Linked DNA regions of Mus musculus: regions 1, 2, 4 and 5 are each linked to region 3. The links are chromatin contacts, called in public Hi-C and promoter capture Hi-C maps. All regions are on one chromosome and are shown on one strand. Each heading gives the region's core, a stretch centred on a gene start, on an enhancer-like site or on the middle of the called end of the contact. The rest is flanking DNA. Distances are from core to core; before and after follow the strand shown.

Region 1 (4,230 bases), core at 90-2,589, 1.3 Mb after region 3:
AGTATAGTGCTACGTAACTGTGCTGAAGAACACACAGGGACTGGAGACACAGCTCAGTGCACAGAAGAAAACGAAGGCAAAACATCTATGCACATAAAATAATAACTAATACAAAAAATACCCGGTCATTATGAAGCACCCATCAGTTCAAAAGTCTTAGAAAAAATAAATAAGCCCCACTCGGTGTAAAGTGGATTTTTAGCTCTAAAGGTCAGAATGATTAAAATGGGCATTCGCAGTAGACTAAAGAGAGCACAAGGCAGAGAGACCGGAAGACATAAAATGACTCCATTCCACATTAGCCTCTCAGAGGCCAAAAAGGAAAGATCCAGGAACAGACAAGAGTGTAGACCAACTGTAGAAACTAACAACAGAAACACAGGCAAGCGTCCTTGGAAGATACATGCTAACATTTAAAACCATACAAGAAATACTGAGTAACACTAAAGTTGAAGAAAATTCTAGTTTAAAAGATAGGGGCGGGGAGTGGGCAGCTGGAGAGATAGCTCCGGGGTTAAGAGCGCAAGGGGCTCCTGCAGATCAGGGTTCAGTTCCTAGCACCCGTATGTGTAACTCCACTGCCTGGGGATCCAATGTCCTCTTCTAGCCTCTCTATACACTGCAAGCGTGTGGTGCGTAGACATACCTGTAGGCAACTTACCTTTATACATAAGATAAACCCCTTTGGGTCCTGCCTCTGGGTAAAAAGAATGCCAGGACTCTGTAACAAAACGCCCTAGAGAACATTATATGAAAGCATTCTTTTTTTTTTTTTTTTTTTTTTTTGGTTTTTCGAGACAGGGTTTCTCTGTGTAGCCCTGGCTGTCCTGGAACTCACTCTGTAGACCAGGCTGGCCTTGAACTCAGAAATCTGCCTGCCTCTGCCTCCCAAGTGCTGGGATTAAAGGCGTGCGCCACCACGTCCAGCATTCTTAACAGCCTTTACTACTTCCATCCTACCCTGTACCGTACTAAAGTGACATCCATCTAACATGTGCCAAACCAGTGGAAATGATTTTAAAATCTACTCTAAAAATAAAGGAGGGCAGGAAAGGACCGCCCACCAAGCCGCCCAGGTAGTTTAATCTACCTCGGCAGCAAGACTTGCTTTACGAGTCAGTCTGGAGCCAGGCACCAGGTCCGTCCTGGAGCCCACGTGTGGTGCACAAGGACGCGCAGTTCCACCGCAGCCCTGCCCCCTGCTTGCCACCGGGGCCTCAGTGATGGCCACACGCCACAGCGCCGTCCTGGCTCGCAGTCCTGGACGGACCGGACATCAATCAATCCATGCCACCCGCACCAGCGAACCAACCCAGGCCCGCTGGCCGCACACCACGCCTGCGCAGTAGTCGCTCTGGTCCTGACTTCCGTTCCGGGAGAGGTTCCACACGCGCAGAGGAAATTGGGGTCTGGAGCTACACAGAACTCAAAAAAGCCAACGGAACCCCGCTCCCGTTGCCCAGGCAACGCCAGGCCCACCGGAAGTGCTCCTGCTTACCTTAGAAACCGCGGCGAAGCCGGGGTACGGACGCAGACCGCTCCACCAGCTACGGAGAAAGCGGCTGCGGTGCGGCGAGCCTACGCCTCTGGCACGCGCATGCGCAACTCCCAGGCCTCCACAGCTACGCCATAACGCGATGAGCATAGCTGCTGACCCATGCTCCAAATAGCCAACGGGAAGTCTTTCCTCACCGTGTCCTTTCTTCCTCCGACTTCCTGCCCCCTCCACCAGACTGGCTTACCTGATCCCCACCTTGCCCTGCCCTCCAGCTGCCAGGACCCAGGCGGTCCATTCTCCCAGACAGCCTGTCCCCCGCCTTTCCTCTTATCCACTATGAAGGCATTTCTGTCTTGTCCCAAGACTGTTACTGGAACTGTTAGGGTCAGAGTAAAAGTACGAATTAGGATTATGGGAAGAAATAAAAAGAGAGAGAGAGAGAGAATTTAGACGTCCTCAAACAGCGAGGAGCAAGCTTTACTCAAAGAAGTGGGTTTTCTAGTTCTAGCTCTGCATGTCGCGATCCAAGCACGGGACTTTGTCACATAAAGACCAGAGGTCAGGAAAAGGCACATTTCATGCTTTAAGCTGGAGTTTTTGTAGCTAAGGATGTGGAAGGGAGAAAGGGACAGAATGAGAAAGCTGGGTTCTGACACTACAGCGCCTGTTGTACGTTTTTGCAACCACTGCCACTGGGATAGATATCTGATGTGTTAGAATGTCAGGTCGCGTCTTAACAGCATACTAGGCCAAAACAGTTCCACGTGGAAGAGGTTTTATTGAGAGAGAGGGACGAGGTGGCGGCGGAAAGAGAAAAGAGGGAGTGACAGAGGGGGCGTTCTCCTTATTTATATGGAAAATGACGTAATGAAGGTAAAGGTGGGAGGTGAGCCAAGTGGATGCTGGGAATATGCTGCAGGTCGCGCTGTCGCCTATGTGATGTCATAGGTTTGGGAGGTCCTGATGCTAACAATATCAGCTACTTTTTATTTCTGCAATCTCTGAATCGCTACGTTTGAATTCAATTTCAGGGTCTTGATTGGGAGGGGGGGTCGCGGGGGGGGGGTGCGGTGTTTGTTCCAGATCCTTTATATGCAAAGGATAGGGGCGACTGTTTCTGTCTACCTAGTTCCTGCTGGCAGGGAGCATCATTTTCTAGGGGTTTGATCTGGCATGACTCTAAAAGAAGTACTGTTTTGGCTTTGATTTGTATGAATAACTGAGTAATGTCAGTGAAACGATCCAAGAGAAACTTCTGTTAAAAAAACAAACAAACAAAAAAGTTAGGGCTCGGTATGATGGCACATGCCTTTAACCCCAGCACTCTGGAGGCAGAGGCAGGTGGATCTATGCTAGCCTGCTCTACCTAGCAAATCCCAAGACAGTGAGGGCTCCACAGAGAAACCCTGTCTCCAGAGAAGATGAAGGGGGGAAAAAGGTTAAAAGGCCAAAAGGTCAGGATAAGGAGGATACAGAGGAAAGTCAGGAGAATGGGGAGGAGCCAGGATGCAAGAAGGACACTGGATTTTCAGTATCTGGTCCCTAAGCCTCTGGGCCTCATACAAGCCACCTTTGATTGGTTGCTGTAAAGACAGCATTGTCCCTTGAGGAGAGTGTACATCACTCCGTGGGATGCACTGAGGAGGTCAGTCCCCACCATGGTGGCAAAGAGCCAAGTTCATCTTGAATGGCTTTGATCTGTCTTGAAACATCTTTAACAGATTGAGGCAGTTTCTAATGCAAGGCGCAAATAATAAATCAAGAGTGATCAGGAGGACCCTAGCTTGTCTCCCAAAACCTCCCCCACCCCCTAATTGTCATTCATTATGCTCTTCTGCAACTTTGTTTATTAAGACAGCAGGATCTGCACTGCCCTCAAGGTTCCTTATACACCACGAACTACCCCTGCGTGGCTTTTGTACTGAAATAATTCAATGAACATCTGTCTCACTCCAGCAACAGAAGAAAGTCCCTGGGGGTATGGAGATTGCAGACCAAATAGTCACTGATATATAAAAGAGCAAACCATAAACAGCTAAATTATCCTGGATGACAGAGCAGGTATCCAGACCATGCAAGGTGTGACCACATCTATGTGACACTGCTGAGCGCCGAGGACACTGGAGGGGTGTTTGCTCAAGCAAGACCAACAAGATCCTTTTATGCCTTGACTGTGATGGACACAAAACCTAAAATGCCAAGGAAATCATACAGAATGAATAAATTTACCTGAGGTCACAAAAGAGGAGTCTGAACAGAACTGGAAGCTTGTCTTGCTGTGGATACGTGGTGTTTTACTATACTTTCGGCAGCTCACAACCTCGTGTGACTCCAGTCTGTGGGATCTGATGCCCGGTGCCCTCTTCTGCCCTCTGGGCATGGCACATGGTACGCAGACATGGGTTCAATCAGAACACGCATACACCGTTCTTGCTTCCTGTGGTTACATGGGTTCCAAGGATTGAACTCAGGCTGCTGGGTGACCAAGGTCCTTGCCCTCACTTGCTGAGCCATCCCACCCTGGGCAGCATTTTTTTTTTTGGATTATTCAGGTTTCTTAAGCAATTGACTAGGAGCTTACTTTGAACGGCAATTTACAAGCAATGTATATGAGGCAGTAGAATATTTTGAAATGGAAATCTTATACCTGTCTCCTTTATTTTACTGTATTCCTAATACAATGACCTTCATACACACAGAGAGGTCTTCCTGTGGGGTCAGTATAACTAAAA
Region 2 (4,571 bases), core at 1,602-4,101, 1.4 Mb before region 3:
TTTGAGTCATGACTACTGAGCACACGTCAGGCGTCGCCACTGGATGGGCAGATGGTCTGGGGTGACAAAGAATGAACAAAACCTGAGGAACAAGCCAGTAGGGGTTTCCTTTCAGCTTCCTGCCTTGACCTCCCTCAGGAACTAAAACTGTCAAAATGAAAAAAACCCTTTCCTCCTCAAGGTTTTTGGTCATGGTGGTTTTTTCTTCCTTCCTTCCTTCCTTCCTTCCTTCCTTCCTTCTTTCCTTCCTTCCTTGCTTCCTTCATTTCTACTGTTGTTTTCTTTCTTCTTCACAGCTACAGAAAGCTACTGAAGACGGAATTGGTATGAGGACCATGGCACATCATGACAGACCTAACCATTGGAACTCTGTGCTGGAAAAGCCACGGAGCCCTCAGCACTCACTGGGCCATTGGAGGAGCTCCAAGGCAGAGAGCAGGGCAGATGATGCAGGTTTGCCTGTGAACGTCAAGAGGGAAATCAAGACTCTACCTGGGCCATTCGTGTGGTATTTTGTATTAAGAATCTTCCCACATTTAATCCCAGCACTTGGGACACAGAGGCAGGCAGATCTCTGAGTTCAACCCACCCACCCCGTTGGTTCTGCTCAGCCAGAGCTGTAAGACCAGACCAGAACCACTGCAGTGTGAAACCCTTGCCAGGGCTGAGATCAGCTGTGACTAAGAAAATAACAATATCGTTAAGACAAAAACCTTCTGGGATAAGCTTCCTGAGGGTCAACGGACAGAGCTGTTGTCTAGAGGGGGCCAAAGCCCGCTCATGCCTGCAGCCAAACTTGGCCAAGTGTATGCACCTTCCAGATGGTACTGATTGTGAGGGCATGAAGAGTCATGGAGAACAGTAGAGGCTGGGCATAGGAAGAGGCCAGGTCAAACTTCAGTTTCAGGGAAACCCCAGGATTGAAAGGATCATGGAGAGAGGCTGAGGCCTGGCATCATGATGCAGGGTGAGAGAGCCCAAAGAGAGGCCAAGAGGCAATCGGTGCCATTGGTAAGGGGAAGCCTGCGGTTCCGGCAGTTTGGAAATGCCAACACCATGGGATGACCACCAAGGACAGCAGCAGCTACGGAGTGGAGCCAGCCTCAGCCTGTGAGATGTGTTCTGTGGGCCCTGCAGAGCAGAGGGAGCGGAGAAGACCCTGAGTCCCGCACCTCTGACAGCGAGCTTCACAGGGCTGCACTTCAGTTCTCCTTCCAGTGCGAGTGCGCTCATGGTCTTCCCTCTTGGAGTGAGATTAGGTCTTTTTACAGGTGCCCGGTAATGGATATTACAGAGAGGTTTGAACTTTGAAAGAGACTGCATTTTTAAAGTGAAAAAATTTAAAAGCCTGTGGAACTTCTGAAAGTTGGAATTTGTTTTATATTGAGATATCCATATTAATAAGGTCTTGGGGATAAACAAAAAGGAGAGGGTTATGGTTTCATGGTGATATGTCGATTGGTGTTGACAAGGAAGCAATTGGTTCTGCTTGGCTTTTGTTGACCTGGCATGAACATAGACGTATCTAGGAAGAAGGAACCTCAACTGAGAAAATGTCTATTTCAGACTGTTTGTAGGCAAGTCTGTAGGTAAGGCATTTTCTCAATGACAGTAAGGGGGGGGGGGGTAGCACTCTCCGGGTGGTATCACCCCTAGGCAAGTGGTCCTGGGTGGTATGAGAAAGCAGGCTGAGCAAGTCGTGAGGCGCAGGCCAGGGGCAGTGATCCTCCATGGTATTTGCTTCAGTGCCTACCTCTGTGTAGATTCACCCATGCAATTCTTGTTTTTTTTTTTTTTTTTTTTTTTTTTTTGAGACAGGGTTTCTCTGTATAGCCCTGGCTGTCCTGGAACTCACTTTGTAGACCAGGCTGGCCTCGAACTCAGAAATCCGCCTCTCTCTGCCTCCCAAGTGCTGGGATTAAAGGCGTGCGCCACCACCGCCTGGCTCACCCATGCAGTTCTTACATGCTGCCCCACACTTTCGGTTTATGATGTTAAAGACCCGGAGGTTCCCCCCACCCCCTAAATGTTTTACTTTTAATATGTCATTTAATATTGAGCCTTCTTTGAAAGCAGTTAAGTTTGATTATATATATAAAACGGGTCTTAAGGCGTTCTCTATAATGTAAAAATCATGTGTTTCCTAGGAGACAGAAAACAACACCAAGGCTCTCCCGGTGAGAACTTTCATGGGCGGCTTCAAAGCGAAGAGACTCAAGGGCCAGGGCTTTTAGCGTCTCAAACTGTCCCCCTTCCCTGCAGCCACCACTCACTCCACCCTCACCCTTGACAACTCCCACCGTCCCCGATCCCTCAGCTCCGTCCCGCCACCTTTCGACCCAGTACGTTCGCACTTCCCGGAAGCCCAAATCCCGGCTTAGCTCAGCCTCACTTGGCATCCCGGCTGCTCTCCTCCGAGTCGGCGGTTGGCTGGCGAGCCTGGGTTTCCTCCAGCCGTTGGTCTTTCATCCCCGGTCAACCCTGATGCTCCTTTCCCACCCCGGGCTACGGCAAATCTCCCCAAATCCTCGCGACCCCGGGCGCTGCCCCCTGACCCCGAAGCCGCCGGCCTCCCTTTCCGCACCTGAGCAGAGCCGGTGCACCTTCAGCCGCCCGTTGTAGACGCGGGCCACCTGCGCCGTGAGCTCTTCCAGCTCCGTGCTCCCGGGCGCCTGCAGTAAGAACTGGCTCTCGTCGCCTCTCTTCACGTGCAGCACAACCATGGCTGCGCCAGAGGCGCCGCCGAGGTGGCAAGGCTGCGGGGCAGGGACCACGAGGCCCGAGCCGGGTCGGCCGGACCCACACCAGCCTGAGATTAACCGCTGCTCCGAGGAGGAACCGTGGAACGCGGCTCACGCTTCAGCCCGGAGGGATGAAGAAAACGGCGCACGCTCGCGGAAGTGGCTGTTGCCAGGGGCAACAGTCAAACATTGAGCTCGTGCCCAGTTAGAACTCGCGCCTGGAAGGCCGGAGGCGCTGAAGAACAGGTTGTGCGGGCCGCACAGTCGCCGCTCCCGGAAGTAGCTGTTGCCCGGGCAACCAAAACCCAAACTAACAGCTAGAGGCCTGTGCGGACGGTCCGGGGACTCGGGAGATGTCCGCTGGAGGAGCATGGCGACTCCTGGATTAAGAATGAGAGCGAGCGCTGGGCACTATGGGAGCATAGCCGCCGCCAAACTCAGACTGGTTTCGCGCAGGCACGGATCGCTTCCGGAAATGCCTTCTGCTTTGGGTCTCCGGTCAAAAAGTGGGGAGCGCTGCTGCTGTGCAGAGCTCATTTAGTTCCACAGCTGTCTATCGCCCGTCCCATGGAGTCTCGGTCCCCCACAATCTCAGATAGGGCAAGCGGGCGCAGCGCTGTTCTTCCAGGGCGCTCAGACACAGCTGAGGATCCCATTTTAGTGTTATAAAGAGAAAACAAATGGATGGAAGAAAATCAAATAGAGGAGTAAAGAAAATTAGCAAAGAAAATTAACCTGTGCTTTGAAATGATCTCAAACTCATAGTTTCGCTAAATGGTGAGGGTTTTTTGTTTGTTTGTGGTGATGGCACATTAAATTTTTTACTTGCCAATGGAAATTCCTGGAAAGAAGCTGTGTAATAAAAACAGCAGTGATGTGGAGAGGCTGTGAATCTGCGGGTCCAGACTGATTACCTTGTCTCTGTTAGCTATAGCTCCTAGAACAGACGTCCATTGCCCTCCTATGGGTCAGAAATAACTTGCATATAGGCTCTGAAATCTATAAACGTAGCTTTCACTAACCCAAAAGTTAAGAATATCGTCAAATAGCATCTGGTAACTAAAGAAAAACTTCGTCTTACTGTATATGCCTCTCTGGCATTTCCACCAATGTATTTTAAACTTGCCATGACTTACGACTTTGTCTTAGAGAGCTACAAAACTTTGTGAACATGGAATTTGGGGTAACCCAAATCTGTCATGGTCATTCATTCAAATTTGGCTTCAGAATAAACTACCTCTTATTCCCTGCATGTATTATGTGCACACACACACACACACACACACACACGAATGTGGGAGTGCACACATGCATAGAGAGAAAAAAAAACCTCTTCCCTTTTGAGTAAAGAAGTCAGCTGGTGATAAAGACATATTTATTTCATATGACAGCACATCTCACAAGATATGTACAGAATGTATACCAGCAACTTTAATACTGTACTTCTATAAAGTATATAGTTATAAATACTGTATGCCACATAAGCGATAAACCTCTTACATACATATAAACAGCAATCTACTAGAGAGAACAGAGACTCACAGAGATTCTTAGTGTCTGTTTTCTGCTTTGACCAGACCTGGCAAATACACACGATGTCGAGTTCTTTGTAGCAAACTTTAACTTGCTTTGTGCGTTTCAGCAGCTACCAGACTTCCTGACAAGGCAGAGCTATTGCTCTGCAGACATTACAGTGGTTCACACCTGAGGGAGTCACTGCTCAGGGCTGCGATCCACACTGCTTCAGTTTTCTAAAGTGGATTAGCTTGCTAATGGGGAGTGGATACCATACACACTACTCACACAGATGTTACAGCCACAATCTCAACA
Region 3 (4,005 bases), core at 1,122-3,621:
AGTTTTAACATGAGTTTTGGTGGCCACACACCATAAAACCAACTACAATGTTTGTCCCTTTATAGAAGGAGATGTAATCTACATAAAGCATTTGCTTCCTGCAACATGTTTGCATTTTGCTACCAGAGAAACTACATGGTGTTAGAGTAAGTCATTTATAGTCCAAGAGCAGATGTGCTATGAGTGGCTTCCTTCCTCAGGCCAGAAGCCTAACATCCTGTTGCACACCAGCATGGTCAACCTAGATAGCCCAGACCCAGAGATCCTAGTGTGGGGCTGTATCCAGCCAGGTTTTCCACCCTCGTAATGACTTTTCTTTTTAATCAAGTCAAGGTTCCCTGAGCCTCCTTCGTGACTAGGCTCCAACTTTGGCCAGTAAATATCCTATACTCTTGGTACAAATTATTTCATTGACCTTCATATCCTAAGAGACTTGAATAAACATTAATATATCTTTCTAACAGCTCAAAATGGTTATCCAGCCCCTTAAAGTACCTGCCTGAGAAACCAGGAAGAGCTGACTGTAAAATCTAACCAAAGGAGCCCAATAGGCTATGGAACCCTCTTTTATAGCAGTGAGAAAGCTTGCAATTACAAAATCCTCTCTCTTTCTCTTTGAGGAATAATTCTTCTTCCATCTAAAGAAATGTCTCTTAGAAATGCAAACACAGAGACTCAGCAAGAATAATTCTTCTAGCATGTAGAAATATCTCTTTGAAATACAAACATTAAGACTCTGCTGGGCATGCCCCTTGCACGTCACACAACACAACACAAAACACACACCCTTTCCCAGAGTTTGTAATTTTCCCCTTGGCTTATCTGTTTCTCCAGGAAAACGTACAGGTGGTTAAATCCAGGCTTTCATTAAACATACTTTATCATCCTCACTGGAAAATATAGTTATAACATGGACATCAATCAGTCAATTTTACTTAGGGGGAACAGGAGAAATGCTACATCTTTATGTGGTAGTTAATATGGGCAACATCACAGGATCTAGACTAGGGTAACAGCCACACCTCTGGGAATGCCTGTGGGAATTATATAGATTGGGTTACATGAGGTGGGAAAACATTCTAAATGGGTGCCACCATTCCCTGGGCTGGGATCCTGGATGGAACCTGAAGGAGAAGACCAAGAGAGGTCAAGCCTCCATCACTCTCCTCCCAGCTGTGGACTCTACTCACCTAGTCTAGATAACCTAAGCTGCTTCTGTCAAGCATTTTGTTGTGTTAACAGGAGATAACTAACAAGTTGGATGGGCATCCAGTTGTTGATCCATTTACCCCAGCTTCTCCCTCCAGTATCAACTTCAACCAAAGCTTTCTAAATGAAAATGCCAAGTCAAACAGCTGGGTTGCTGTTGTTTTTCTATCCATGTTCCCTTTAGAGTCTTTCTGCTTAGTCTGCTAGTTCTACACATCTGAGTAGTACTTCAGTGCAGATTCAAAGCTATTGCAAAAGGAACAGGTGATAGGGGCTGATCCCAGTCTCGCAACTTATGGCGAGCCCCAGGTCTGGCACGAGCTGGCCTCAGCCTCGGGAAAGAAAAAAAAATCCTTTGTGTTTCCGTTTCATCATTTGTGAAATATTACAATTATAGTGTGTCCTTTTATAGGCCTTGTAGAGTTAAATTAAACGACAGTCTCAACGTGATATTCTCTTGTTAGCACAACCAGGTCTGTGAAACCCTCTGCACGCTAACATTTTCAACTTCATCTCCACAAAGAGGCATGATGAGATCTGAAGCTAACTTTCTTGGGTCCAAGAATTCACCCCGCAATTAGTGTCAGCACCGGGCATCCGCTCCCCCCTCCACAGAAGAGGGAGATGAGGTGGAGGTCTCGGTGAGAACTTTGCCTCTCCAGAGCCTTGGACAGGGCTGCTGTCTGCGTCTCCCCACCCGGCACTTTGGGGATTCACTGGCTAGAAATGAAACTGGGAACCTAAAATCTGGGTATCTATCGGTTATCTCAACCGGGATGCATTCTTCTTGTCTGTCCCCTTGGAGGAATGCTAAGCCTGGAAAACAAAACAAAAAACCTGGGACCTATTGTCTTCAGCTGTATAGAACAGGAGTCAATGACCAGTGGACATGAACAAAGGGTCCTAGGCCGAACCCTAACCCCTGCGGACCACCCTCAGGGTTCCTACTTGGATTTCTGCAGTAGCCTCAGATTCCTGCGCAACTGGCCTGAAGCCCATAGCGCCTGCGCTTGGAGAAACACGCTCCTTAATACTAGCGAATCTGCGGGCGCCCTAAAGCCACTGCGCCTGCGTATCAAGTGGTGCCTTTCAAGATGGCGCTTCCGTTCCGAGCGGTGCATTTCGGGACTTGTAGTTTTCACGACGGGATTGTGGGAGTCGTGGTTTGTGAGCAGCAAGCGAGGAGGCCCCGCCGCCCTGAGTGTAAGTGTGTGAGTCTTTGGGGCTCTGGGGAATCCCTTGGTCATCCCGCGTTCTTGTTTCTCCCATGATGACACTTGCTGCCTACGGCTACATAGCCCTTGGGAACTCTAATAGTCTTGTCGCCTTGTTTTGGTGACGCAGGAAGGGAGCGATGATAACTCCTGGCCTTCTACCCACCCCCCACCCCCGTGGAGGCAATGCCTGGGGGCGAGAACCTGGGACTGGGCACTCCCAAGTATCCAGGGATAGCAAATCCCCGTTTGATCCTGTGGTGCCCCAGATCGCAAAGGCGCCAAAGTTGCTTAAACAAGGCGTGTCGTTTCATCTAGTAGGGAAGTGCACCATAACTCACAGGCTCCCCAAAGCCTTGAAATTTGGAATCTGGCCACCCACCCGGATAAGGTGCTTCTGGGTTTCTTGAAAACCAAGGCCTGTGCTGAGTGGGCTAAGTGAGGTCCAGGGGTCATGGCGATTTGAACCTACCGATACTTTAAATGGTTGGCTGAGGAATTGGAGTGAAAGGGGTAGAGACTGGGAGTGAAAACGGCTTCAGACAGTTGACACAAGCTGCTAGGATAGGTGAGTGCATTATATGCTGAGATAGGTGCACCCTCGACTCTGTTAGCCTCGCCAAGGAGCACACGGAGCTTGTGAGCAGACTATTGTCCACGTCGTTTAAATTGGTATAATCAAAGTGAGTGAATGTCTTCTTTGTTTCTAGAATAAAACCTGGCAGGATACTTTGCAATAAAGATCAAAACTACAAACAGTTTTATTTTCTGTCGTTAAGGGTTAAGCCTGGACAGCTCCCTGCATTTCATATATTTTAATGGCCTCCAGCTGTCCTTACCCCAGTGGCTTTGGCTCACCCTCTGCTGCCAGCTGCTGCTTGCTTCTGAATGGCACCAGGAGTCCGTGATATCAGAGCAGACAGCTCACTGCTATGTTTAGCTTTCTTGGTTATCCCCATTTGCAGAAAGCTTGCAAGCTGCCTTGAAATTTAAAGTAGTGGGTGAAAATGAACCTGGCTGCTCTGGGCCCTTCGCTCTCCTCTACCCACCCCACCCACTCCATAGCAGTACAGATTCCCCTTTGCTTTTACTTTTTCCTCCTTCTCTTCCTCTTCTCTTTTTCTTCTCTTTCTCCTTCCTTGGCAGGATTCTGTGCATCTGAGATTGGCCTCCAGCTCAGTCTTTCTCTGTAGCCTTAGATGACCTTGAACTCCCATCCCTTGACCTCCACCTCCCAAGTGCTAGGGTTACAGGCTTGTACCACCAAGGTTGGGTTGTGAGTTACTTGGGCTGAACCGAGAGCTTTGCGTTAGCACTCTGGCTCAGCCACGCCCACAGCCCCCTGCTTCCTTCTCAGAGATCTTACCTCTTAACACTCAGATTGCTAGTCTTTTTGGCATCATGTCCTGTGACATTAGACAGAGCAGAGAGTTGTGAATTCCAGAGTGGGAGACTTACTCCTTGGACGCTGATATCCCAAGAGCGCTTTGGCTCAGGAGCCACATGGCTTTCCCAGGTCACATGCTCAGCCCTTACTGCCACCTGGAGTAGAGTCCTGTCCTCCTTCTTCTTGCCCTTATTC
Region 4 (4,366 bases), core at 1,538-4,037, 1.3 Mb before region 3:
TGTCTCCAGCTCTAACCCTTACTGCATTTCATTCACAACCCGTCAACAACTTGTCTTTTACATTCAAACACTGAACTACTCACTTCACAAAGAGCTAGTCAAATGTACTTGCTCCTTGGTGGTATTCCCACACTTTCTCCTGTTTTGGGAATTCCAATCTATGATCTAGCTTCACATCCTACTTTTCTACAAAGCTGTCCCCTTTTTTCTAAAAATGTGTAGTTAACCTTTGACCTACAGGCCAGACTGTCTGCTAACACTTCTGTTGAATATTTATGTAACACTCTCCATTGCTACACTGTAAACTTGAGATATAACAGTATTCTTATTCAAGCCATGCCTGTAGCTGAGAACCTGGGAAATACTCTCTTTAAGCCTTTGGAATAAAGATCTCTCTGAAACATCTGTATGAGAGTAACCAGTTATAATGAATGCAAACAACAACCATGTAAAGTAACTGCTTGAAACACTTTAAACTTTGGGACTGGTTTATTGATAGAATGTTTGCCTCCAGAAAAAGTAGAGGGAAAGTTTTAAACTTGAGTTTTGAGAGGACAATGTCCCTGGCCTCTTAGTATCAAATAAGGCTGCTGAGTACTGGTATTACCAACATCAACTTCTTACGCGTTCTGTAAGAGCTATTTTCAATATGGAAATACTACCAGAGGAACTCAAGTCTGTCTCTGTGAAACAGCAGTATAAAAATTTTAAATAGAATAATCTGTCTTTATGGCTCAAACAGGAAATCTCTCTTCCTTTTCCATACAACAGTCTCTATATTAGCAAGAATTCAGAAGCAACAATCCATCTTTTTTTTTTAATGTGTGAGAAAAATTATAGAACAGTATTGCAAACTTAATGTGGACATTGGTTAGTAGAAAGAGTTCACAATATATACTGCAAAGCCCTGTGGGAAGGAACTGCTATCTTCTCTCACTTGAAAGAATTATCTGATACTTACTGTCAGCTGCTGTGTTGAGTTCTGTCTTGATCTTTGATTTTTCAAGGTCTTCTTTATATTCTTTCTTAAGCAATTTAACTATCTTTTTGCTGTAACTTGATTTCTTTACTTTGAACACTTCTTCATTTTCTTAAGAGAAACAGAATGAAGTCTGTAAGACACCAACTCAGAAAGTGCTCTCCCTTCCTCGTGCCTTTGTGCTGTTTTCATTCTGCCAGCATATTTTCACACACACAAGTCATTACAAAATCTGAAGTTTATTGCAATCTATTGCAGACTCAAAAATGGGTATTGCCAGGCTTGGCAGCAAATGCCTGGGATCCCAGAGCTGGGCAGCCAAAGGCAGGCAGCTCTCTGAATTTGAGTTCAGCCTAGACTACAGAGTGAGTTCCAGATCAGCCAGGGCTATAGTATAGAGGCTCTGTTTCAACAAAACATAATTAAAACAAACAAAAAATAGTATCAATTCCAGAAACTAAATGAAAATTTTAGTGAGTAACCCAAGGAACTTCAAAATTGTTAAATTTTGGCATATTTCACCCATCTCAGGATAAAAAAGTATTTAGAATGCTTCCTTAAAACATTAAGTCAAGAAACCTAAAACAATACACCCCAAAGTTATTCTGCCAAGTCTGAATAACTCTGGTCACAATAACAGTTATTTCAAAATTATGCCTAGAGTAAATCATTTTGCAAAACTAAGTTTCGAGTGACTTAGCCCTCATCTTTAATTTGAAAATCCAAGTCAAGAACAAGACATTTCAAACAATGCAAAACCTGGTCTGTATCTCCTTCAAACAAAATTCCAGAGAGGTCAAAGATAATTCACCCATCTTTCTAGAATCACGAAAGCATGACGCAAGACCTTCGAAAATCATCCAATTTTTCCTAACATGATGTTGAGGTACAAGTAAAATCGAAATCCCCTGCAGCCTGGTCCCTCTTCTGCTTCAAGAGCCAATGCCACAGCGGACATCTGCTCCTCCCATTTACTTCTACAGAGAAACCGAGACTGGACAACAGCAAGGGAGCGATTGGATCAAGGTCACCGGGAGCCAGGGCTGCAGCCCCAGAATTGTTCCCAGCCCTGGTTTCGGTCCTCCTCTTTAACAATCCGGCCTTCTTAATCAAGGAGGCCTAAACCGAGACGCCAACAAGCCGCAGGTACAGAGGCCTGCAGACGACTAAGAGCAGGCAGTTAACCAAGAGACTCAGGCTGCCTGCAACTCGCAAGGTAGGAAACGGGTCCACGGAGCATCGAGCCTTCTCCTCCACTCAGGATGGCTGATCAGGGCTCTGACAGCCGGAGGAGGGACTGCACAGGCCGTAGACTTGGCTGGTGGCAGCGCGGGAACACAACCCCAGGCAGATCCGGAGGCCGGAGGTGGGGAAAGGGGCGCGGCGCCCGGGCGAGCACGGGCTTGGGGTCCGCGTGGGCCGGGCCGGGGCTTACCTTCCTCCTCGTCTTGGAAGCTGAGCAGGCTGGCCCTGGGCACCTCTTTGTTCTCGCGAGGCCTCTTGCGCGGCTTCAGCCCATTGCCGGGCTCCGCGCCGCCGGAGATGCCGCCCCCGGCCTCAGCGCCGAGGCCCGGGTGGTGCGCGGAGGGCGGCGGCGGCAGCGGCCCCGGGCCCAGGAGCGACTCCCCCGCGGGGGCCCGGTCGCCGCCGCCAGGGCCGGGCTCTTCTCCCGAGGCCGGCGGGGGCAGCAACGGTGGCGGCTCCTGCTCCTCATCGCGCTCCCGCTCCTCCTCCTCCGAGTCGTTCCGCTTGCGCACGTTCACCCGCCGGGCCTTTCGGAACATCCCAGCCGCCGTCACCGCGCTCTCACAGCCGCTCGCTGACTGAGAGGACGAGGGAGCGCGGAGACCACCGCCACGCACGCGCAGTCGCAAGAGTTCCCCCCCACCAGCCGGGTCGTCGCGGCTCTGGCTAGCTATCGCGCCGCCTCGATTGCGCATGCGCCTGGGCTCTCCTCGCGCCCCACTACTTGGGCGGAGTCTCTTTGCACTGCCCTCTAGCGGCGCGGGGGACTGTTGGCATGGTACCCTCCGACTCCAGTGTTGTTCCAAAGGTCACAAAGAGGATCATCGAGATGAGAGGAGCGAGTGTAGTCTGTCGTCTCGGAGCGTGTTGCTGCAATGCGTCTTCCGCGCTTATACGGAGCCGTTACGTGTGGCAGCCTCCCTCCCACTCAGTGCCTGCAGGGTAAACAGAGGCGGGAGGCCGGGGAGAAGCGGAGGGACGAGTCAGTTGACTTGAGCTTGGGAAGGGAAAGTGCATCTCCATGGTTAATATGCCTCTTAATAACGCGAGGCGATGCTAGCAGATATCGTCTACAGATCAGAAACTCCATTAATACTTGCCATCTCTACAGCTTTATCAACGCAAACACTCTCAAAGGCGTGGGAGCACACACGTTAAATCCCAGCAGCACTGGGGAGGTGGAGGCAAGGCGATCTCTGAGTTCGGTGCCGGCCTGATGTACATAAGGAACTCCAGAATGGCCAAGGCTATGTAGGGAAACCCTCACTGTCTGGGGAAGACAGAACCAGAGATGATACATCTCCCTGCTGCCGCAGCCATTCCCAGGAGAGCGAGGTGTTTTCGGGTGGCTTGGTAAGAAAGCCAAGTTAGGTAGCAACTATTTTAACTATTTTACGAAGCATAGTGAATTTCTGAAACAAGCGGAAGGAAGATTTGTCTTATTTTCAGACTATATCACAGAGGGCAAATCTGAACCTTGGCGGCCTTAAAGAGATTGCATGAGCCGGGCGGTGGTGGCGCGCACCTTTAATCCCAGCACTCGGGAGGCAGAGGCAGGCGGATTTCGGGAGTTCGAGGCCAGCCTGGTCTACAAAGTGAGTTCCAGGATAGCCAGAGCTATACAGAGAAACCCTGTCTCGAGAAACAAACAAACAAACAAACAAAAAGATTGCATGAGGTTGAGCTAACACACAGGTTACCCAGTTCATAACCAAAGTTGAATCTTTTCTTTCTCTCGAGCATATCAGGATGCGTGGGTAGAAGTGTTTGTGAAATTATTTACATGTTTCAAAACCCGCCAAAAGAACGGGATTGGAGAGGTGAATATTGCAGTTTCGAACCAGAGGACCCTGGCTGCAGTCCCAGTACCCACACCCTCAGGGCTCCTCAAAACTCCAGTTCCTGGGAATCTGGCGCCCCCTTCTGGTCTCAGCATGCCTGTAGTGCCCAGCAGGACGTGTCCTGAATGCAGGCTAAAAGCATGGTGTTTACACATCATCTGTAAAAAGGTGCTGGACAGCACAGCAGTTAGGAGCACTTTGCCGCTCCTGCAGAGGACCTAGATTTGGTTTTCAGCACCTAGTATGGCAGCTTACAACTATGACTAACTGCAGTTCCAGGAGATCCTAAAACCCTCTCTGG
Region 5 (4,676 bases), core at 873-3,372, 1.3 Mb before region 3:
TGAGTTCAATCCCTGGGGCCTATATAGTAGGAGGAGCTCCCAGAAGCTGTCCTGATCTCCACTTGTCCCCTACCTACACACAAATAAATGACTAAATTAAAAAAAAAAAAATGAACGAAACACAATGTGAATTAGTCCTTTTATTTTCATCTATCTGCCACAAATTTACCCAAACATCATTTTGTGTGGTACAATAAGTAATCCTTTTAAAATAAAGGTCATTTTTCAATAATATGAAATCAAGCACATATGTCACATGAAATATTTTAGGAGCTGTCTGCAATTCTTATTAAAGATATAAAAGCTTAGGCTGGAGAAGCGGATGGTCAGCACTTGCCTAGAGTGACTGAAGCCCTGAATCTGACCCACCAATACCACACATGAGCACAAGGGACACCTGAATAAATAAATAAACAAATAAGGGTTTGATGTATGATGCACAGATCATACCATTCCTATTAAATCTGACTAACAAAATTCTGGGTATAACAGGAGATGCAAGCTGTCTTATTGGGTTAATGTGATAAAGACAAAATTGCAACACCATTTTACAAAAAGATAAACTTCTAGAAGCAGAACAGATGGAAAACAAACTCCCAGCAGCAAAATCTGCACCGCCCTGCACCACCATCACCCCAATAAAAACCCTAAGCTATCTCAGTTTACAGAAAATAAGGCTTCATTCAAATTAAGCCAAAGCACAAACCCGTACGCTAAAGCTCAGAAGATCAAATTCAGGGAGAAGGTTCTCAAGAACCTTTTTTTTATAAACTGTTGAACTCGCGAGTTACAACCAAAACAGAGATCAGAATCGGGCAGGTGAAAACACGTGACTTACAGAGCACAGCCACAGCCCCAGACTCGAACATGAGACATTCTTCCTTATGCCTAGTTTCCACTATGAGGCTGAACGGTGGGGGATCCAATTTGTGGTAGATTCGAAATCCTTTGCTGAACGCCATTCTCCTTTCTTCAGAGGCAGCCCTGTGGAAACCAAGTCAATGCACCTGAGGTTTCCTTCTGCTGCAAGGACTGCTAGGCGTCCTCCTGAGGTCCCTCACTGACAAGTTTGATGGGGGTTGGGGGTAGAGAAAAAGAGAGCTCAGGGGTGAACGGTTTATTCCAAAAGATAAGGCGTCACCTTTTTTTTTTTTTTTCTTAACCAAAAGGCAAAAGGAAACGCGTCCAGTTCTCAAGATACGGCAGGACAAGGCAGGGGTTTTTAGCACCGTCGGTCCTGATTTGGATAAGGTGGATTTCCCATTTAATTTATGTTTCCCCAAAGGGAAAATCTGTAGCGTATTTTCAGTTGGGGTTGTTTATCGGCTTCCTGCTTCACGATCTGTCACTACGGGAAGGGAACTGATGGGGAAACTTCAAGCCGATCCCTAGGCGGAATGGGCAAGGGGATGGGAGGGAAGGTTAATCAGGCTGATTCAAAGCTCCTGAGGGGGCCGGAGAGGGACGGGATTATCACACCGCGGACTCTCCAGGGCGGCGGCGAAGGGCAGGGAAAGCCACACAGGTGACTGCCGCCTCCTGCCCAGTCACGAAGCTCACCGTGACGAATGGATCCCACCGCCACTCAACGAGATCCCGGGGAGCCGGGGGGAACTGAGGCACCGGGCGCTTCAGCGCCTCCATTACGCACCGCCAGAGATACCCGGGAGCCTGTGCCGACGGGGTCCTTTCCCGCCCGCTGGGTGACAGCCGCTGTCACGGCAAGCCACCCGCAGCCCCGGGGTCTCCACACAACCCGCCGCCCTCGGCCCTCGGCCGCCTCTCACCGCTTGCGACCCGGCTGCGACGGCCGCCACCGCTCAGGAAGCGTCCACCCGGCCGGCCGGCTGCCCCTGGGTAGAGCCCGGGCCGCTCCCCGCCCCCCGCCCTCCCGCCCGCTGCCTCACCTCTTCCTCCGGCTCCTCCTCCTCCTTCTCCCGCAGCCTCCGCCGCTACAGCCGCCCGAAGCGTCACTTCCGCTCCAGCAGGTCCAGCTCTTCCGCATTGCGCCGCTGCCCAGGCGGAAGGCCCGCCCCTTAGGGTGAAAGGGCGGAGCCGTTTCCGCCCACGCGGGACCGTGCTGCCGAGCAGGGCGCTTACTGGTCACCGGGTTCCTGCGGCCGCCGCGTCCTGGGTCCGTGAAGCGAGCCTCCGTCGCCCCGGGAGTGGGAAGGTGGCACGGCCAGGGGAGCCGGCAGAGGGAGGGTCCGTCCTCCTCGCGTGGAGCCCTGTAGCTCTGCCCTCCCCGCGGGCGACAGGGAGGGACTTCAGGAAAGAGCTGGGGGAGCCCGTGTTGATTCGTGCTCGAGTCGGGCATCAGGACCACCCCCTGCCGCCTCCGCAGACCTGATGGGCGATGGGCGAGTGCGAGGCGGGGGACGGTGTGCACCCCGCGCCGGCTGGGTGGCGCTCGAAGAGCTGTCCATGGTGTCTGTCGTCAGGGAGGCAGCAGGAGGCTGTTCCCTGGCTGTTTCAGTGTGTTCTCCGAGCTCCAGGGGCGATGGAAGAGTGCTCAACCGAATGCAGTGGAGAGTGGGGGAAGCCAGCAACCAGAAACTCCAGGCAGTCAAACAAAACATGGCTGTCACTGTCGATTTGCCAGCCGTGGAATTTTATAACTAAGGGCATCACACTGTTTCAAACTATCTTTTTAAACGAGACATTATGTCTAAAACTTGTGTCCAGCAGAATTATTCTGCCTATACTTCAGAGACAAAAATGGGAGGACATTGTAGTCCCTGGGGCTTTAGAGAGGAATTGAGAATCCAAGGAGCACGGCAATCATGTTCCATTTGCCTTTGCTTTCCCCTAGCCTCTTCCCCTTTTTACTTTCTTCCCAAAAGCACAATTTAAATATGACGTATTGCATAAAAACATTTCCTCTAACATGCTGTCATGTGACTCAACGCTTCTCTATTTTAGAGAAGACAAATCCACCCTAGTTTTAAAATATTAAAAGCAAACTAAACACAAGAGAAGCCACCTCCAGCCAAGGAGATACACACTTGGATTCAGTTCTTAGATCTTTTCACTTAGTCTCCTAAGAACAACTTTTACTTTTTTGTTGTGGTTACAGTAACCACAAGCTTATAATAACAATTGCTTGCTGTGAATTGTGGTTAGCCATTTTTCCCTCCCAAGAAGTGTCCATTTCAGGTGGGGACAGTCCTTTAAATAAAACAGGGATGTTTGAGAGTGGGATTTTTCTTAAGTGTGATGACTGTATATGACATGCACCGACAAAAACGGGTTCAGGAGAGCTGGCCACTGAATTGTAGTACTTTGGAGGTAGCTTTTGTTTTTTGAGACAAAGTAGCACAGAGCCCAGGCTAGTGTGCCAACCATACCTGGTTTACGTGGTGACAGACTGAACCCAAAGCTTCATGCGTACCAGGCAGGCATTCTACAAGCTGGGGGGCATCCCCAGCCCTAGGGATGAACCTTTTTATGACAACTGAAATTACCCCAAGTGGAGCTGTAATCAAACTTGCTTACCCCATCATTCTTTTCACACCAAGAATCCCTGTGAAACTACACCAAAAACTCTTTGTCAAGGTGGAAATCATGGCACTAAGCGCTTTCTAAAGCCAGCCTTCTGCCTATTCTTGGTATCCTGAACTAAGAAAGCGGAGGTCCAAGCTTCTGTTATAATGTCTTTCTTCAAATTAAGCTAAAGCAGCAGTGGTAGGTCTTAGCTTTCCCAAGTCCTTTCAAAATACATTTTTAATTATAAAATAAACCCAAGATTTGAAAAGCATACTAGTGACCTTTGAACATTCCTTATTGTCCCTTTTCTATTTATTATTGTTACAACATATCCAAGTAGCTGCACGTTTTAGCAAACCAGTGTCTATAGTAGACTAACTCAAAATATATAGGCACAGTCTAAAGCTTTGCAAAGAAGCCAATTGTGCTGACTGGAACTGAGCAATGGTGAGGCTGTCAGAATGCTCATACCCTGATTCTTGTCGCTAGCAAACGACAGATGACTGGGTGACCCGAGTCTAAAAAAGTTTTGGATATCTGGTAGACTGTTGTGGTTATACAAGAGACCGAGACGAAATCACAGGTACCGTTTGTTACAAAGGAGGCAGAGGGGAATCAGGTCCCCATGTAGGGGCATGAAGACAAATGGTAGAATGGAGAATTATGACAAACCCAGGTGCACCAGAAACCACTAGAATCTATACGTTGAGCTGAGAACCTTTATAAGATACATGATTCCAGTGACAGTTATTTCCAGTTTTTGGCCTTAAGCACTCAAGAGAGTAGCTGTTCTAAGACACTCAGCTAGTAAATACCAGTGTTATGGCAGCTGAGAATTCCATATTTAGTGCTCTTTACTCATTCAGGAGTGACAACCTCGTCGAGACATAACGAGCACTTTCTATATGCAGTTCTGGTCTCCATTCACCTTGCATCAGACTCCTAGGACAGTGTCCAAGCCTGTTCCTAAGTGTTAGCATAGGCAGTTGGAGCTTATCCAAACAATTACTAAAGCTGGATATAGGAAGAGTGGTTTTATACTGATGGGCTTGGAAACAGTTTAAGGCCCAAATACATATTTGTGTTTGTTTTAATTCATGAGAATGAGTGCTCTGAAATTTAATTTCCCTTAGGAGCCAAGAAAGATTAATAACAACAACAATGACAAAAAAAAAAAAACCAAAAAACAA

Evidence for each region. Promoter capture Hi-C pulls out the DNA fragments that hold promoters and counts their contacts. Hi-C and Micro-C count contacts between places; a contact is called where the count stands out from the background. Capture Hi-C pulls out chosen DNA fragments and counts their contacts.
Region 1: a Hi-C map of B cells shows a contact between it and region 3, with 12 read pairs. The contact joins the promoter of Setd4 here to the promoter of Smim11 in region 3. A contact is called at or near these places in 17 of 39 promoter capture datasets (the 3T3-L1 cell line, the C10 cell line, the HPC-7 cell line and 13 more), 2 of 484 Hi-C or Micro-C datasets (B cells and bone marrow-derived macrophages), 7 of 115 datasets of contacts at active chromatin or transcription factors (astrocytes, embryonic forebrain, embryonic stem cells and 4 more) and 3 of 9 other capture datasets (adipose tissue, liver and macrophages).
Region 2: a promoter capture Hi-C map of pre-B cells shows a contact between it and region 3, with 4 times the contacts expected there. The contact joins the promoter of Cfap298 here to the promoter of Smim11 in region 3. A contact is called at or near these places in 1 of 39 promoter capture datasets (pre-B cells) and 1 of 484 Hi-C or Micro-C datasets (pre-B cells).
Region 4: a contact with region 3 is called in a promoter capture Hi-C map of liver, with 2.4 times the contacts expected there. The contact joins the promoter of Paxbp1 here to the promoter of Smim11 in region 3. A contact is called at or near these places in 2 of 39 promoter capture datasets (hippocampal neurons and liver) and 2 of 9 other capture datasets (adipose tissue and liver).
Region 5: a promoter capture Hi-C map of pre-B cells shows a contact between it and region 3, with 2.7 times the contacts expected there. The contact joins the promoter of Synj1 here to the promoter of Smim11 in region 3. A contact is called at or near these places in 4 of 39 promoter capture datasets (hippocampal neurons, liver and pre-B cells) and 1 of 484 Hi-C or Micro-C datasets (pre-B cells).

Annotation. Positions count from the first base shown.
Region 1 is chr16:93,602,476-93,606,705 of GRCm38.p6, forward strand. Setd4 (SET domain containing 4) reads right to left here and starts at 1,340. Exons shown (of 12, transcript NM_145482.3): 1 at 1,091-1,340; 2 at 662-736.
Region 2 is chr16:90,931,998-90,936,568 of GRCm38.p6, forward strand. It overlaps Cfap298 (cilia and flagella associate protien 298), which reads right to left and starts at 2,852. Exons shown (of 7, transcript NM_026502.2): 1 at 2,585-2,852. The coding sequence starts at 2,723. It overlaps Synj1 (synaptojanin 1), which reads right to left. Exons shown (of 32, transcript NM_001164483.1): 32 at 4,100-4,571.
Region 3 is chr16:92,298,932-92,302,936 of GRCm38.p6, forward strand. It overlaps Smim11 (small integral membrane protein 11), which reads left to right and starts at 2,372. Exons shown (of 4, transcript NM_138743.2): 1 at 2,372-2,412.
Region 4 is chr16:91,041,592-91,045,957 of GRCm38.p6, forward strand. Paxbp1 (PAX3 and PAX7 binding protein 1) reads right to left here and starts at 2,788. Exons shown (of 18, transcript NM_026110.2): 1 at 2,415-2,788; 2 at 962-1,090. The coding sequence starts at 2,763.
Region 5 is chr16:91,009,186-91,013,861 of GRCm38.p6, forward strand. It overlaps Synj1 (synaptojanin 1), which reads right to left and starts at 2,123. Exons shown (of 32, transcript NM_001164483.1): 1 at 1,908-2,123; 2 at 839-984. The coding sequence starts at 2,005. 4930404I05Rik (RIKEN cDNA 4930404I05 gene) reads left to right here and starts at 2,064. Exons shown (of 3, transcript NR_028368.1): 1 at 2,064-2,134.